Linked DNA regions of Mus musculus: region 2 is linked to region 1. The links are chromatin contacts, called in public Hi-C maps. All regions are on one chromosome and are shown on one strand. Each heading gives the region's core, a stretch centred on a gene start, on an enhancer-like site or on the middle of the called end of the contact. The rest is flanking DNA. Distances are from core to core; before and after follow the strand shown.

Region 1 (5,328 bases), core at 1,721-4,220:
TCTTTTTCCTTAGTGGGTGGTAATGACGAGAGATGACACTGGACTCCTGAGTGATTAACAGGAGCCCACAGACACCCCTTGGAGTGTATTTTCAATGAGCTAGGAATCGTTGCTATTATTGTTATTATTTTTTTAATGCTACAGAGACCCTGACCAACTTTTGTTCCTGTAACATTATCTGGCTGCTGTATTTTGGACCTTTCTGTTGTCATCGTCATGGAGACAGAGTCTTACGATATGGCCCAAGCTTGTGGTCCTCCCACCTTTCCTCTTGAGATGCAGCTACTACATTCATGGACCACTCGGCCTGGCGTTGTGGTTTGAATTTTGAATGCTCCCCCACAGACCCATGTGTCAATGAGTTTGTCCCTAAGTCGGTGCCATTGGGAGGTAAGGCAGTGAGACCCATGAGAGGACGCTAGATCATTAATAAGATGCTCTTATGGGGGCATCGGGATTCTAGTTCCTTCCCATCTCTCATTGCTCCTTGCTTCCAGGATTCCTCTACCATGTGTTTTGGCTGTGATATACGACCCAAAGCAGCTGGCCAAGAAAGCATGGGCTAGAACTTCTGAAAATATGAATAAAAATAAGCTTTTCATCTTTAGGACTTGATTGATCTTGGGGTACTCATCCTGTTGATAGAAAGCTGCTTGACACACTGTACTGTACTGCCTGCTATATAAAAAGAGACTAGCTTAATTATACAAATCCCGGATTTAGAACTGGGACACATCAGGATACAATAAGGGTAATGGAGTTTGTGTTCATTTTAAAAGTGAATATTTTCAAAGAGATACCCAAATGTCTGATGGGCATTCTTCTGACACAAGGAGTTTGTCATCGGAAGGCATGTGCAGTCTGTATTCTGGGTGAGATTGGTGGACCAGAACCCTTTCCCAACCCTTAGAAACTAGCATGCCACAGTCTGAAATAGGCTTTGCAAGCACATACCACAATTGCACTGTCGACCCAGGCGAGCCTGGAGTTGGCTCCACATCATGTTTCCACTGGCCGCATGCCCAAACCCTGCTGCTACACTGTACCACACAGTCATGAGTCTAGGCTCAGCACTGAGGAGCTCAGCAAGTATATACTTAATTCTCAGCAAGGAAATCAAGTACACGGCCAGGGCTCTCGGCCCCCAGGGTGAAGGAGATGTCGTTTGGGATTCTGTTCGCAGAATTAGCCTTCTATGGATGCTAGGAAACCCCTGAGGTCCACGTCCATTTGTTTGTTACTTGTGGTGTTTGACTTCTAGGAATAAGAGTGAAAGCACCTTCCTACCCGTGCAGAACTCCAGGGTAAAGATCTGTTTGGGGAGGCGTGTGTTAAAAGAAAGTCCTTTTCTGGGATTGAAGGGACGCATGGTTTTTAGTATTAAAGGTTCGATGTGTGCACTTGCTCCATTTTCCAGTGGTCCTGGGCTGGTCCACATGGGTTAGTCGCACATCTTCTCCCACGTCGATGTCTAGTGAATTCAATGCTAGTTTAAAGTCGGTGGCGGTGGGAATATTTATACTATAGAAATGGGAAAGTACTAAAAATAAGGCCCTTTATTATCGTGATTACTTCAGAAAGCCCAACAGCACATCCCTGGAATTCAAGTAGTGAGAAAATTTTGCTCGGATGACTAGCAGTGAACAGAGGAGCTACGGTCCAATAAAATCCATTTACATTCCAAGTAGAAATGGGTTTAGCTGGGCTCTGCTTTTTACCAGCTGTTGCCAGCGGGGCCTGGGGGAGACTGGATACTGAAACCACTGGGGACCTTAGTTTCCTTGTGTATAAAATAAAAGTACTAATCACCTGCGAGAACACTCTTGAGGACCAAATGAGATAATGCCCTAGTCACTTGCTAAACTAAACTCCCTCTCTTGGGTGCACATTTCAACAAGTACCAGAAACAAAGAGCATACCTTTGAATCACAGAGTTTTCTTCAGTTTTCTTGATCTCCCAGAGAACAAGGATGAAACAAAGTCAAAGATGGCAGGCTGTGAAGAGAAGAGGGGAGCAGCGTTGGGAGCGTTGCCTGTGGTCTACATTTGCAGCTACAACTTAGACCCGATGCAAAGAGTTGGTGGAGAAAATTAGCAAGGTATTGTATGTGTGGCTCCCAGCCTGCACTGGAGAAGCTTCCTTCTGCAGCCAATGGGAACCATTACAGAGATGCACCACGGTCAAGTACAGGGCATTAGTGCCTTGCCCAGTAAGTATATCTACAATGCAACCTTATACCTAAGACTCAAGAAACATTGCAGAAGAGGGAACAGAAAGACTGTAAGAACCGGAGGGACCAGGACGTCTGCTGTTAGACTAGGTCTTTTAAACATGACAGTGCTGCTACATCCATAAATCTCAATAATAATGGTTGCCTTTAATACCTGCATATTGACAACACCTGTTGAGATGCTAGTGAGGATGAGGCAAATTTCACAAGGCAGATGAAGAGTTACAGGTGATCAATGTCTTCTAAGAGAAGATAAGTAAGTTTTCTCCAGGGATAAAACTCCTGGAGATGGGTTTTCCAGTTCCAAGTGGCCAACCCCAAACATCCACCTACATAAGAGGAACACTAAATGGACTCAGTGAGGTAGGTATGTGTGTGTGCACGTACATGGGAAGAGTTGCCAGGAGGAGAGGGAAAGGTAGGTAGGATGATGTAAATATAATGCTTACAGATGCAATTCTCAACACAATTACATTTAAAGGGGAAGCGTTCTCAGAGGTCAGATACACAGCTGTTTGGAATGAAGTCTTGGATGAAGCATTGAAGAAATGGCCCGGAAGTAAAGGGTGGGGAGGAGAGAGTTAAAGTTTTTACCACCCTCCTCAAGATAAGACATGGCCTAAGGGGGCTTCTCTGTTTATCTTGCACCCCATTAAAGCACCAGACCAGGCCCTGTGAGGAGCACCATGTGCTGTGGATAAGCTCTGCAGAGTCACGGGCTCAACAAACCTCCCTTCTGGCTCACTGCCTTCTCAGAGTGTTAGCACCCAGCTGGAATTCCCAGGATGTGCTTCTGGAGATGGCCTTGATTTCAGGGACTGCCAGCAGCAGCTGCCAAGTGCACGCTATGGGCTATAAAGACTGTGAACTTGGGGGCCAGGAGACATGGGTATAAAACCTTACTGGGCATTCACCCTGCACTGTTCCCAACCTTCACCCTCATCAGTTAAGTGGTACAATAGATCGAATGTCTCTTCTACAAAACGCTTGAGACCAACAGTGCTTAATGTCTGGGGAGTAGGGATATTATCACCCACCTGATAAGACTGTGAAGAGAAAAATAGAACGACTTGTAAACCTCTAACTCTCATTACAAATTTCAGTTATTCTTTTAGCATGACTAAGGAATTAATTTTATAAGTAGGGTGTTTTTTAGAAGTTTCATTTCTTTTTTTAAAAAAAAAAAGTGTGTGTGTGTGTATACCATATCTCCCTCGGGTGTAAAAGTCAGAGGGCATCTTTCAGGGATCTGTTGTCTCCTTATACCATGTGGACAACAGTATCGAACTCAGGTCTTCAGGATTGAAAACAAGCACCTTTACCCAATGAGTCTTCTTGACATCTCCCAAAGTAGGGCCTCTTAGCTTAGGATTTCTCTGGCTGAAGATACCAAAAGCATCAATCAAGGACAGGAGAGGGAGGGAGGGAAAGAAGGAGAGGGAGAGAGAGAGGAGAAAGAGAGATGAAAGAGGTCATTTTCCACTTTATAGTAGAGTAGTGTAGAGTCCAAGTAATGTGTCTAAGAGCAGGCCCCTATCTCTTGCTTTATTCCCAGAATCCTCCACTCCCATTAGCTTTTTATTTTGCTAGGAAATAATAATGTACCTAGAACCAGGAACTGTGGTGTAGCCTACTTGTCTAGCATGAACAAAGACCTTGGGTTCGATCCCTAGCACTGTATAAAACTGGCTGTTAAAATGCATGCCTAGAATCCCAGCCCTGCAGGAGTGGAGGCAGGATGGTCAGAAGTTCAAGAGCATCTTTGACCACATAGTCAGCTCAAGGCTAACCTGGGCTACTTGAGACCATGTCTCAAAAACAAAAGCATCTTAGAACTGCTTTTATGAGTCTGTTTTTTTTTTTCAATGTTCATTTTTTATGGGGTAGGGCATCATTGAACGGGAAAAATCTGGCATTTGTCCTTGCTCCCCTGCACATTTCTCACTGTCTTCCATGAGGTTTTCCATTCTAAATGAAAACCACTATCCTACAGAGACAGCATACTCTCTGCACGGAGACACACAGATACCTAGATAAAACACAGGCACTTCCAAACCAGTGCCATAGCTCCGAGAAGGTCAGGTATAGGTCACAGCAGCTTTCTGTGTCAGTCAAGAGTCAAGGCAGAGTAGGAACATAAAAAGCATCTTAGTGACACGTGGGGCTTGCTCCTTTCTCAGCCAACCCTCCTGTTAGGGGAATCTGCGAAAGCCTGTGTTTCCCAGCTGACTTAATGCCACATACCGCTTCCTTATGACTCTTGTGGCCTGCCCAACAACCCCCTGGCCCTGGCTGATGACATGCAGAGGCTCAGAAAGAGATGAACTCCTGCTTCCAAGAGGGATCTAAAGGCATGCTGGGAACATTGTGTCTGGAATCCTGTGCTCAGCTGCTCAGGAATGCTGGTTTGGGCAACTTTCTGGTTTGACTTACAGGAAGGGCCGATGGGGACCAGCAGGAATGTTGTAACAGCTCACATCACCTTGGAAAAATACTCTTCAGTGCAGCCCGGCATTGTAAGTCCAGGAAGCAGCTGCTGATGAATCAGCAGCCTCCTCTTTCTTGTGGCTTCAGGAAGTGTGTCCACCGCCTCACCCATCTCCTCTCCAGGGAGAGTTCCCTGTGCCAGCCACGTACAGGCTTTACTGGAAGGGATGCAGAGAGGACTCCTTGCAGATATTCTAAGTACACAAGGGAGTAGATAAGGGCTGGGGAGGAGGGGCCTCTAGGCCCCAGGCTCTACCTGGGGCTCTTGGAAATATTTTCCAGCTTTTAGTATAGAAAATCATGTGGCTGGTAACTCTCTTGTCTGGAGTTCAAAACAGTAAAAGTAGGTGGAAATCTCCACGGATGGGACGGCAACGTCGGCGCTTGGTTCACTGCGACTCCACCCTGTACCTGCAGAGCCAGAAAGATCTGAGGAGCTTGTAGGTTAATCTCGTGATGAGGCAGCCGTTTGTGCTCCCCTGGAACTGCTGGTCTGCTCTACCTGTCCTGCTGCAGTCTGAACAGGGGACATAAAGACAAAGAGTGCGAGCTGAGGGACTGACTCTGACTTCCTCATAATGCCAACTCCAAAGAAGTCCCTGCAAGCGCT
Region 2 (5,624 bases), core at 2,682-5,181, 74 kb after region 1:
TCACCTGACTGCAGTGACTTGGATGAAGTGTTTGAGGAGGTTTAGGCAACGTGGCATTGTTAGAAGAAGTATACACTGGGAATATACTTTGAGAGTTTAAAAACTCCATGCTACTTCCAGTTCACTCTCTCTGCTTCTCACTTTCCATGGAGGATGTGAGCAAGCTCTGCATTAGCTGCCATGCCTGCCAACTCGTCTTCCTACCACTCCTATCCACGCCTTCCCACTCGTCTCCCTACCACTCCTATCCCTCCGGAACCGTAAACTCAAATGAAACCTTCGTTCTATAATTTGCCTTTGTCCTGGTGCTTTATTATACTGATTACAGAAAAGTAACCAACACACTGAGAGAACGATTTTGTGTTTCGAAATTGAAGAAGAATATCACCTGAAAGATTTTAGCTATATTACTCTTTAGCTATGATGCTCTTTCTTCAAACAATTGGTCTGTAGGTTCATTTGGAACAAATAGAATTAAGTCATTGGCAGAAATTTTTCTTTTGCTCTACCTGGAAGCAAGGATCCTGTTCTTCTACATAATGGGGGAAAAAATGAGACTTACACTCATCCTGGCTCCCTACCGTGTAGCAGAGAGCTTCAGTCAGTACAATAGCTTAGCAATAGTGCCATATCACAACAAATACTCAGTCAATGACCCAGAAGCAGAGACTGACTATAGTTTGGTCCTGTTTATGAGAGTGCCAAATGAGGAAATAGATCTGTGCTGAAAAGGACTTTAATCTCTTATCTATTTATGATAAAATATAAGAAAACAGAGAAAGGCTGGTAGTGGAATTGACACCATGAATTCTTTGTTCCTCAAATGAATATTAAACTGGAAGGCTTTACCCCATAATTTGATGAGGCAAGTGTGTTTCTGAGAGCTGTCCAACACACTGATGGTCTGTAATTAGAGAGATAAATGGTTCCCCTTTCCCATCAAAGGGAACACTAACCCCCCAATTATGTGAGGAACCTCAGCCTAAGGCTACAGATTTCCATCTTCTACATGATTTAGTAACCAGAGGCTGAGAACCTTACAAATAAATTGACAAAGACCTGTCCAGGGCACTCATTCTCAAGTCCACACTGGGTTCCCCCATAACTATAGCTGTACTCCTTTACCACCTACTTATGGTGGCCTCTTATCTATCGACAGCCCCATATTGACCTAATGTTCTGGCCTAATTGATTATTCACACTTCTTTCTTTCTCCCAATGGTCTGAGTCTGGACACTAAAGGCAACTGCCTGCCACCTTAGCTTTTACCAACCTCCTGTGGCTTTCCATGTGCCCAGGGCTTTCCATGAGCCCTGAGGTCTTCCTCCACCCTGAAGAGCCAGGGTTTGAAAACAGTGCCAGCCTCAGAGTTAACCAACTAAAAGGCAGTTGAGATAAATGACCTCAGCTCTCTGTGTGTCTGGAGAGGTCACTTGCCACTTCTGCATCTCAATTTACACATAGAAAGACAGGACGTTAAAGTAAATGGATTTTAGAAATAAATGCCCATCCTCTACTCTTATCTACCACTCAAGCCTAGTTTTATCTGAGAAGAGAGGTTTTGATGATCAGTAGTTTTACTCAGGGAGCTGGCACACCACAAAGGGTCCGAGGTCACATTATAGTCTTCTGGAAGCATCTTATAAAGTCAAATGAACTTGACTATTGCATGGAACCTATGGAGTCTGCTTTGGGTTGTTTGTTTGTTTGTTTCAAACAGGGTGCTTGATATCCAGGCTGGCCTAGAACTAGATAAGTAGCTGAGGATGGCCTTGAACTCCTGATTCTCCTGCCTCTGCTTCCCTGGTGCTAGAATTGTAGAAGTGACTCACTATGGCTTGCTGGCTATAGATGTATTACCATCATATCCCAAGCTTCCAGAACTTTCAAACCAGGAAGCAGTGTCGCTAGAGCGCTCTTATACCAGAAAAACAAAAACAAAACAGAACTCTGTTTTTTTCATCCCAGTTTGTCCCCAAGAAAAGCAATGTCTTTTTTAACTGCCCATGGGACTTGACTCCCATTCCCAAGAACTATAGACATATAAATAGATATATGTTACTGTCCTGATTAGTCTTGTCAATGTGATACAGACTAGGGTTGTCTGGGAAGAACATTGATTGCCTATAGGGCATTTGTGTGTGTGTGAGAGAGAGAGAGAGACAGGGTTTCTCTGTGTAGCCCTGGCTATCTTGGAACTCACTCTGTAGACCAGACTGGACCTGAACTCAGAGATCTGCTTGCCTCAGCCTCCCAAGTGCTGCAATTAAGGGTAAGCACTACCACACTTAGTTTATATAAGGGATTTTATTAATTAATGACTAATAAAGAAGGGCCAGCTCACTGGGGTAATGAGGCCCTGGGCAGTTGGTCCTGGGTGGAGTAAGATAGCAAGTTGAGCAAGCCATGAGGATTGATCCAGTAAACAGTACTTCTGTATGGTCGTTGCTTCATTTCTGTCTCCAGATCTGTGTTTCTCCTGCCTGTGTTTTTGCCATGGCTTCTCCTTAGGATGGACTCTAACCTGCAGGTCAACTAACCCTTGCCCCCAACACATATTGCTTTTGGTCATGGCGTTTTATCACAGCAGTAGAAAGTTAACTAGAGCAGTCAGCATCTGTGATCCTATAGAGATAGGTAGATGTATGCCTTAGTCAATTTATCTTCCCATTCTTGACAAGCATCCACGTGTGCTCCATTTTCCATAGGAGATTTGACTTTGCCTTCATCTTCTCATTAATGATTACACTCATTAGCTTACTTATTAATTGCTTTATACTTGGATAATCTCTACTTAATTAGCGGGAGAAAATGCTGGGTGAGAGGTGAAGACTGAAGTCAGTATCTTTCAAAGCCAAAAACCGAGCACCAGCTTACGTGATGAAGAGAGGGGTGTGAAGGAGGGGTCAAAAGGACAGAAGAGGATGCACCAGAGAGAAATTGGAACAGATGCTTTCCACAAGAAATTGCAGCGCCTCAGATGAGAAAGGAAGTCTTTCTAGTTCTTGGAGGGTCTGCTTGCCCCCTATTGTATTTCATCTATGTTTAAATTCTCCTATATCCTCTCCATCTGTCTTCTTTTCGCTGAAATTCTGAGTCTCTAGTTATTGAATCCAAATATTCCACCGAAGCCTTTAAAGATCCCTGTTAATTATATAGTCTTAGTGTCCCTGCAATCCAGGAGAACTATCAGTAAGAGCCTCACAATCAATAGAGAACGACTTTGGAGGATGGAGACTTACAAGGTACTGTTTGCGCAGGTGTACCAGCTGTGGTTGAATGTTAGGAAGAGGGCCGTGACCTGAGGTCCCTGTCCATAGTTCGCTTAACTATTCCTGGGCTTGAAAAGTTAAAGAACACACTACTCGGCTAAAATATGGCTGGGACACAGAATTGAGAAGCTCTGGCTCTAAATCTGAGGGAGCCAGTGAGAACAAAGAACAAAGGCCACCTAATGTGACCCCATAGAAAGGAAATATGGGGAAATAGGGACTGCCATTATCCAGCCCCCTTACAACATCCTACTGGATTTCCCCTCTGGAAGACTCCTTCTGGACCTTAGTGTGCTGCCAGACCTCTCCATGTTTCCACATGGTTCTGTTTCTCAGGACAGACCCATTAAGAAAAACTGACTGCATTCACAGTGTATTCACAGTGTATCTGAATGCCTTGCAGACTGCAACTTCCTAAGGAAGGAATCCAATCTCTCGTAGCTAAGGTAGGACATACCTATCTCTCTGGAAGGTGAGAGGAGTCCCTGTCTGCAAACACAAGCACACTGAGTTGCCCACATTGCCAGGAGTGCCTCTCCGGCAGAGCAAGGCAGCCTGTTTCCGAAGCCTGAGCCCATCAGCCTCGGAGAAGCCTTTCTGAGACACGAGCAGCAGGGGCCATAATGAGAAGTGGCAGCGAGTGTGAAATCTTGTCACTGGCCAGAGGCAACTGGAAACAAGGCCCAAAATAGCCCAGGCAGAATCCCAGTTTCAGGGCAAGGATGGGAGCTGTGCTTTTCATCAAGAGTTCTCCTCTGTACCATTTAGAGGACTCGTGGACCACACAGTTATTTCTATTCCAACCCCTCGGGAGAAGCCTGTGCCACAGTGCTCTTCTCTGTCACCAGGAAAAAACAGGATATCTCAGTAGTCCTTGGGAAACTACACAGAGTCGTCACAAATAGATGGTAACCTAGGAGGGCTAGGGTCCAGAACAAATCTACATGAGGAGCAGCTAGAGAAAGTTCTGACTCACTCTCAAAACTACCTTTCTTTCTCCTCGTTGGGATGAAAATATTTCCTTTCCACGCCAGCTTCGGGTAAAGCCAACCATCATGTCCTCTATTCTCAGATCCATTCCATGAAATCCAGTATCACAGCCTCCTGGTGGTATTAGTGGCATAGTGACATCATCTGGGAAGAAGTAATACAGCTCTTAAATAAGGTCATCAATTCCAGAATATAAATCCAAATCAATATAACTCGGTGGACTGGCACTGGCTGAAGTACAAGGCACAGAGGACACTAAAATGTGCCTAAAATAACTTGACCTTCAAAGAAATGGATACAGAAAGAATTATAACATAGAGCTGTGCATAAAGTAAGGCTTTGTGTTTTATAAAAAGTAAGGTCATTGCAAAAGAGAATCCATAATCTAATCTTGAGTGGAAGCTAATGAGGCATGAACCTGGCTTCACACAATGAAGAAGAATCCATGGGTCAGCTTAACTTCAGGGAGAGCATTTCAAGAAAAGGGGAATGGGCTGTGTGCAGGCAAAAAATCATCTAAGCAAGTGAGTTGGGTCAGGAAGGAGAAATGAGCTGACACTGCTGGACCATAGCCGTTCCGGGGGAGAAGACAGAGATGAGGCTATACACCCAGCTGTCAGCAACGGATCATCATGTGTTCTGAGAACCTAATGGCATATGCCAGGCTCAAAATAGTCTCTTCTCTGTTTTTCATATTGCTCTGTAATTACATGAAAGTGTTGAAGCTCGGGAAGTCCAATTTCAGTCCCGCCTTTCTCTGCGTAGGAGTTCTTGAGCAGGAGGAATAGACAGGAGCAGTAGCTTCGTGTATTGTCTACCTTCACGTCTGTCCCTCAGGTGGACCCATGGAAACCAAAATGCCGCTAAAGCCTGGAGAGTGGTGTGTGTGTGTGTGTGTGTGTGTGTGTGGTGTGTGTATTATGTGTGTGTGTGTTTCGCAGTTAGTGCTGTCCCCTGATTGCAGGGTGAACAGCTGTTAACAGTGGTTCAAGAGAGGTTTTCTGGGAGTGTAGGAACAAACCACCACAAACTGGTTACTTAAAATGACAAAAATGTATTTTCTTAGAGCTCTGAAGGCCAGAAATCTAAAATCAACTCCTTCTGGGACTGATTGTCCTCTAACCACTTCCAGCCTCTGTGAGCTGGCAGCAACCTGGCTTCCTTGACTTGTGAGCACACCTCTTCAGTCTCTGCCTTCTGTCTGTCTCTCTTTCCTCCTCCGTCTATTGTAATGATGTTTGGTATCATAGTGAAGGCCCACCTGGGGGCACCAGGACAATCTCATCCTAAGATCTTTAATTAGGTAGGTCTGTAGTTCCCCCCCGCCACCCCAGATAAGGTACCATTCACAGTGTCTAGAAT

What was found. Hi-C and Micro-C count contacts between places; a contact is called where the count stands out from the background.
Region 2: a Hi-C map of Sertoli cells shows a contact between it and region 1, with 1.8 times the contacts expected there. The contact joins two enhancer-like sites. A contact is called at or near these places in 5 of 484 Hi-C or Micro-C datasets (Sertoli cells, bone marrow-derived dendritic cells, bone marrow-derived macrophages and 2 more), 3 of 115 datasets of contacts at active chromatin or transcription factors (bone marrow-derived dendritic cells, hepatocytes and liver) and 1 of 9 other capture datasets (embryonic stem cells).

The regions. Positions count from the first base shown.
Region 1 is chr12:73,786,106-73,791,433 of GRCm38.p6, forward strand. No RefSeq gene overlaps it. Among named protein-coding and RNA genes, the nearest start is that of Gm34189, 6.6 kb to the left of the region's middle. Within about 2 kb of position 2,971, at least 103 of the 459 cell types and tissues checked have an H3K27ac peak or open chromatin away from gene starts, as enhancers often do. A contact at or near this core is called in Sertoli cells, where this site is marked.
Region 2 is chr12:73,859,215-73,864,838 of GRCm38.p6, forward strand. No RefSeq gene overlaps it. Among named protein-coding and RNA genes, the nearest start is that of Hif1a, 46 kb to the right of the region's middle. Within about 2 kb of position 3,932, at least 7 of the 459 cell types and tissues checked have an H3K27ac peak or open chromatin away from gene starts, as enhancers often do. A contact at or near this core is called in Sertoli cells, where this site is marked.